Regions from separate parts of the Ovis aries genome. Here region 2 is linked to region 1. A link is a contact called in public Hi-C data. All regions are on one chromosome and are shown on one strand. Each heading gives the region's core, a stretch centred on a gene start, on an enhancer-like site or on the middle of the called end of the contact. The rest is flanking DNA. Distances are from core to core; before and after follow the strand shown. Region 1 has its middle 730 kb from the start of SLC10A2. Region 2 holds the start of EFNB2 (ephrin B2).

Region 1 (2,786 bases), core at 267-2,766:
GTCTTAAATGTAGGAAATTCCATATATTTTTATTTGACCGTGTCTTTTTTCCAGGGTCCTTGAATAAAATAGTATTAGTTATAGGGAGCCAGTGGAATTTATTGTTTAAATGTTTTCCCTATTTCTATATTTTTTAGCACATGATTCTATAAAATATTAGAATATTCTTGATATTTAATATTTAGAGTTTTGGGGGAGGTTAGTAGGAATTATTATATCAGATGCCTAGGAAACATTTACATAACCTGGCACAGACTATCTTTGTCTTCATCTTATAACAGTGAAAATGTTTCTAACTTTCATATATCAGTTTTTGTCATCACAACTTCTTTTATGAATCCAAAATGAAGTTATAATGCATGTCCTGGGAGAAACATATTTGCTGAAGACCCTTGAAGAATAGTGACACTTATTACCCCAACTTTTAAAAAGATGACTATCAAATCATTAAAATACATTATAATCTAGTGTCTATAACTTAAAAAAAAATCTTTAGCCTATTCATCAAGGTTGTTTTAAGTTTTATTTTTGTTTTGGGTTTATTTTTTAAAAATCTAATTTAAGTTCGGTTTCTCAGATACCTAATTTGTGTTGTTCACAACATAAGGTTGAAGTCTAGAAGTAAATTTTGAGCTGTTAAGTGGGATCTACATCATCAAACAACTCCCTAAGCAAAATGCATATATACAGGTGGATGGAAAAATGAATAACTCCAGCATCCTTGTTAAAAATAATATTGAATACAATTCAAAACTTTAAGGTAGACTTTTTTTCACTAAAGAAAAATAAGTTAAAAATTTGTTTCTAGGAGCTATAATCTGCAATTTTTCCAGCAAAACGCACCTTTCGATGAAAATGTTTTAAATTGAATAACTTTTAATTAGGAAAATAGTGAGAAGGATAATTTAATTTTGCCTCTTAGTGACACATTTCTTTGAATCAATTATTGTCCCTTTCATTTTCAGGTAACATAAATTGTTTACCTAAATTTGCAATTCAACAAAAGAGAAACCTTGATTTTATACAAAACTATAAACAGAAAAGACAATTTTTTTTTTAATTGCTTACTTCCACACTGGGATGCAATTTTCAAGCAGGTAAGGAAGGAGGAAAGGAAATTGGAATTTGTATCTGGGGGTCATAAATGTAATAACTCAAAAGTGTCTTCCGCAAAGATGTCAGCCTACTTGAAAATCACCAGAACCTCTAGCATTCAGGTGATTTCTGGCGGGTATATACAGATTCTGCTTGTATCTTTTGCTGCAGTGGAATGACGCAGCTGCAGCACGACTGGTTAGAAGGACAGCCTGACAACCACACGAAGTGTACCTGGAGAGGGCTGAGAAAGGACACCCACCTCCTTTCTGTGTGGTCAGCTGGAACCCTCCAGCCATTAAGCCTCTGCTAACACTAGGGAGCACACTTTCCCCAGGAATTACCCTGGGAAGGGAGAGGAGCGGCTTCCCATCTGCAAATCAGCGTCGGGCAGGATGCCAGCCCATGCCCCGCTGTACAGAATGACAAGGCACACAGCTATGACAGTACTCGTGGTAAACAATGACAGCTCTGTCAGGAATCCGAGAGGCTTTTCGTACTTCTGCATGTGCCGCAAAAGAAGCAGAGTTATTTTATTTGTGGCATATAAAAATGACGGCTTGAACTCTTCACCCCTTTCTTCCTTTAAACAAATCAAAATTAGAGGAGTGTTAGCAGCTTTATGACGGTGGGAATGCAAAGTGGGAGGCTATAGAGATTTGAAAATTAGAAAAAAAAATTTCTTCAGTACAAATATGAACAGAGATAGGTTAATTTTTTTAATCAAAATAACCTCAGATATGAAATGACCTTAGACTTGCAATGATCTTATCGTAAAGCTCTTTCTCACTCTGCATGCCTGCATGCTAAGTCACTTCAGTTGTGCCTGATACTCTTTGAGACTGTAGCTCGCCAGGCTCCTCTGTCTTTGGAATTCTCTAGGCTAAGAGTCGGACCCGACTGAGCGACTTCACTTTCACTTTTCACTTTTATGCATTGGAGAAGGAAATGACAACCCACTCCAGTGTTCTTGCCTGGAGAATCTCAGGGATGGGGGAGCCTGGTGGGCTGCCCTCTATGGGATCGCACAGAGTTGGACATGACTGAAGTGACTTAGCAGCAGCAGCAGCATCAGCAGCAGCAGCAGCCAAGAATACTGGAGTGAGTTGCTGTGCCCTCCTCTAGGGTATCTTCCCAACCTAGGGATCGAACCTGGGTCTCCTGGTTCTCCCTCATTGGCAGGTGTGTTCTTTACAACTAACACCATCTGGGAAACTCTTCTAGTCTACAGGGCATGTGAATGTTATCGAGCGAGTGTACAGAACTAACAAACACATCAGATAATGTTTAGGGGGTACATCTTCTGTAAAGTTCAGTTCAGTTGCTCAGTCATGTCCGACTCTTTGCAACCCCATGAATTGCAGCACGCCAGGCCTCCCTGTCCATCACCAACTCCCAGAGTTCACTCAGATTCACGTCCATCGAGTCAGTGATGCCATCCAGCCATCTCATCCTCTGTCATCCCCTTCGCCTCCTGCCCCCAATCCCTCCCAGCATCAAAGTGTTTTCCAATGAGTCAACTCTTCTCATGAGGTGGCCAAAGTACTGGAGTTTCAGCTTTAGCATCATTCCTTCCAAAGAAATCCCAGGGTTGACCTCCTTCAGAATGGACTGGTTGGATCTCTTTGCAGTCCAAGGGACTCTCAAGAGTCTTCTGCAACACCACAGTTCAAAAGCATCAATTCTTTGGC
Region 2 (2,863 bases), core at 106-2,605, 2.3 Mb after region 1:
TGGCTTCTTCGGGCTGCACCTTTCGATAAAGCAAATCGGACCCAAGGCTCCCATTCCCGCCCAGGCTCCCCAGGCGCGAAGGCTTCAGGAGCTGTGTGGCGACTGGGCAGGGCCTTAATGAAGCTTTTGCGCAAAGCATCGTTAAAATCAAGTTAGCTTTCGGGACACAGAGTCCGGCCCAAGGGTTTAGAAACGAAGGGAGAGGCCGACCTGCAGACAGTTCCCCGGGAACAGCCGAAGGCCGGTCTCCCAGGCAGGGAGGGAAGGGCTCGCCGCCCGAGTTTTCCCAGGCAGGCGAGCTCCCCGCGCACCCTCGGGCAGGCCGCGCGGCGCCCAGGCGCGCGAGCTCCGGGCGGCCCAGGGACCCCCGGCTCCCTTCTCCCGGGAGCGCTCCGCTGCACCCCCGGCCTGCTTGCCCCGCCCGCCCAGCCCGCGCCCCGCGCCCCGCGCCCCGCCGCTCCTCGGGAGCGCGGCATCCTCGCGTCTCCGGAGCCCACCAGCCTCGGCGCGCCAGCCGACCCTGTTTGCGGTCCCGTTCTCCGCCCTGGAGAAGTCAGGGTCAGGGATCGCCATCGGACACCTCTCCAGACGTGACACCCAAGTCAACAAGGGGCTTTTTTAGCCCCCGGGAGCCTGTTCACAGGGCGGAGGACGAGGAGGGCGCCCCTCAGGGCCGGCGCTCTGGCTGCAAGGCCGAGCGGAGTCACCACAAAGCGAAAGGCGGCGGGGGTGGGGGTCGAGGGGGCGCGAGGGATCGAGGATCCAGAAACAGACTCCAAGGCTCGGCGGCCCGACCCATCCTCCCTTCGGGGCTGCGCGGAGCGGCGGACCCCGGGGCGGCGAACGAGGGGCATCGTGGACGTTACTTACTTGGAGTTCGAGGAATTCCAATAGATGGGTTCTAAAACTATCGATCTGGAAATCGCAGTTCTGCATAAAACCATCAAAACTCCCCAGCAGTACTTCCACAAGGAGTCCCTCCTCGCGGCCATGGCCAAGCCGCTCCCAGCTCCGCGCGCTCCTGGCGCCGGAGGAACGAAGTGCGGGCCGGGAACCCCAATCCTCCGGGCAGACACGGGGGAGACCGCAGGCAGCTCCTGGGCGCGCCGATCAGCAGCTCCAGCGGTCGCCGAGGCCCGGGGGCGCTCTCCGCGGGGGCCCTCAGAGCGCAGGGCGGGAGAGCACGCGCGGGGCGCGGCGGCGCGGCGGGCTCGGGGCTCCGGGGCGCCGCGCCGGACGCAGCTTGGACAGCCGGCTCCCGTGCGGCTCCAGGGTGCCGGGCGCCGGAAAGCGGGGAGGGCGCGCGGCCGGGACACAAAGGCGGAGAGACGACGCGGCGGCGGACGCGGCGCCCCGAGCGGGGCCGCCTCGCACTATAGATCCAGGGGGCCCGGCAGCGGCCCGAGCGCGCGGACGCCGCTTCGGCGCCGTTCCATGTCCCGGAGCGCGCGCGGGGCGCGAGCGGCGAGGGGCGCCTCCGGGCGCACGGGGAGCCTCCACAGTCCTCGCTGATCCCAACCCGCGGGGCAGGCAGGAGCGGGGGGCTCGGTCCTCGCCGCGAGCGCCAAAATGCGCGCGCGGGGCTGGGGGGTGAGGGGGGCCCTTTGTGCGCGGGGAGGGCGCCGGGACCAGCTCCGCGCACCGCTCCTCTCTCCGGCCGGCGCCGCCGTCCCCGCCGAGCAGAGTCCGCTCGGCCGGCGCGCTGTCAGAGCGCTATAAACGCGGAGCCCCGCCCCGCGCCGCGCCGCCCATTGGCCCGCCGCGCGGCCCTCGTCTGCCGGTTGGACGACTGGACTGTCCGTCAGCCACCACCCCGCCCCCCACCCCAGAGTGGGCGGTGCCACTTGACAGGTGAGCCCCGCCCCCGCCCCCGGGCGGGCGGCGCGAGCGCAGCCGCGCCGGGGAGCCGGGGCCAAGGGGGACCAACCCGCGCGCGAGCCCCTGGCGCCCCCGGAGCGGCGGCCTAGAGACTCTCGGCCCCGAGGGCGAGAGGGAGCGGGGGCAGCGCGGGCCACCTGTCCCCGCGCCCAGCAGCGCACAGCTGCGCCCGGAGGCGCCCAGCAGCCGCGATCTCAGGGCCCAGCAAACGCCCTAAAGTTCGGCAGAGACACCACGGCAAGGGCGCCCCTTTTCCCTGCGGAGAGGAAAGTGGTGGGTTTCCCGAGTGGTGGGTTTCTTCCTCCTTATGAGGCGGAGGACCTCTCCCCACCCCCCAGATCTGCGTAGAGGGGCTCACGGCCCCTCGCACACCCCCTAGCCACCCCCTCTCCAGGGCTTGTCGGTGACACTTCGCACACCTGATTTCTGCGCCAAACGCTGGCCGGGGCGCCCGATCCCAGTGCGCGGGGGCCGGGAAAGGCAGAGCGCGTCTGCCGGGGACCCGGCAGGGTGGCCGAGCCCCAAGGCGCTGGCCCCACGAAAGCAGCCCTTCTCCCCGCGCGCGCCGCCGGACCGTCTCCTTGATCGGGACACGCTCACTCCTCCCCAAGGTGACCGCGAATTTCGAGGGTGACGGGGACAGAGAAGCGGAGGGGCGGCGGGAATTCTCTCCGAGTCCCGGCCGAGCGCGGGCCCCCGGAGCAGCCGGGACGCGCGGCGCCGCCGCTTCCGCGGACCCACAGTGCCCACTAGCGGCCGCTCTGTGCGCTCCGCGGCCAGAGCGGGATCCTCGAGGGGCCGGTACTCCGCGCGCGCGCCCCGCCGCAGAGGGGCCGCGGGCGAGATCGGCGGAGTGAGGAACAGCGGCGGGAGCGCGGCGGGGACTAGGCACTGTGCACGATTGCCAACAATTCGGTTTGAAAAATTTATGTTGTATACCTACCTACAGCATGCTTAAAAAAATTCCTTTCTACACCAGGTTTCC

The links. Hi-C and Micro-C count contacts between places; a contact is called where the count stands out from the background.
Region 2: a Hi-C map of tail adipose tissue shows a contact between it and region 1, with 6 times the contacts expected there. The contact joins the promoter of EFNB2 here to the enhancer-like site in region 1. A contact is called at or near these places in 3 of 16 Hi-C or Micro-C datasets (hypothalamus, skin fibroblasts and tail adipose tissue).

The regions. Positions count from the first base shown.
Region 1 is chr10:79,360,550-79,363,335 of ARS-UI_Ramb_v3.0, forward strand. No RefSeq gene overlaps it. Among named protein-coding and RNA genes, the nearest start is that of SLC10A2, 730 kb to the left of the region's middle. Within about 2 kb of position 1,517, at least 13 of the 54 cell types and tissues checked have an H3K27ac peak or open chromatin away from gene starts, as enhancers often do. A contact at or near this core is called in hypothalamus and tail adipose tissue, where this site is marked.
Region 2 is chr10:81,668,326-81,671,188 of ARS-UI_Ramb_v3.0, forward strand. EFNB2 (ephrin B2) reads right to left here and starts at 1,356. Exons shown (of 5, transcript XM_004012234.6): 1 at 871-1,356. The coding sequence starts at 992.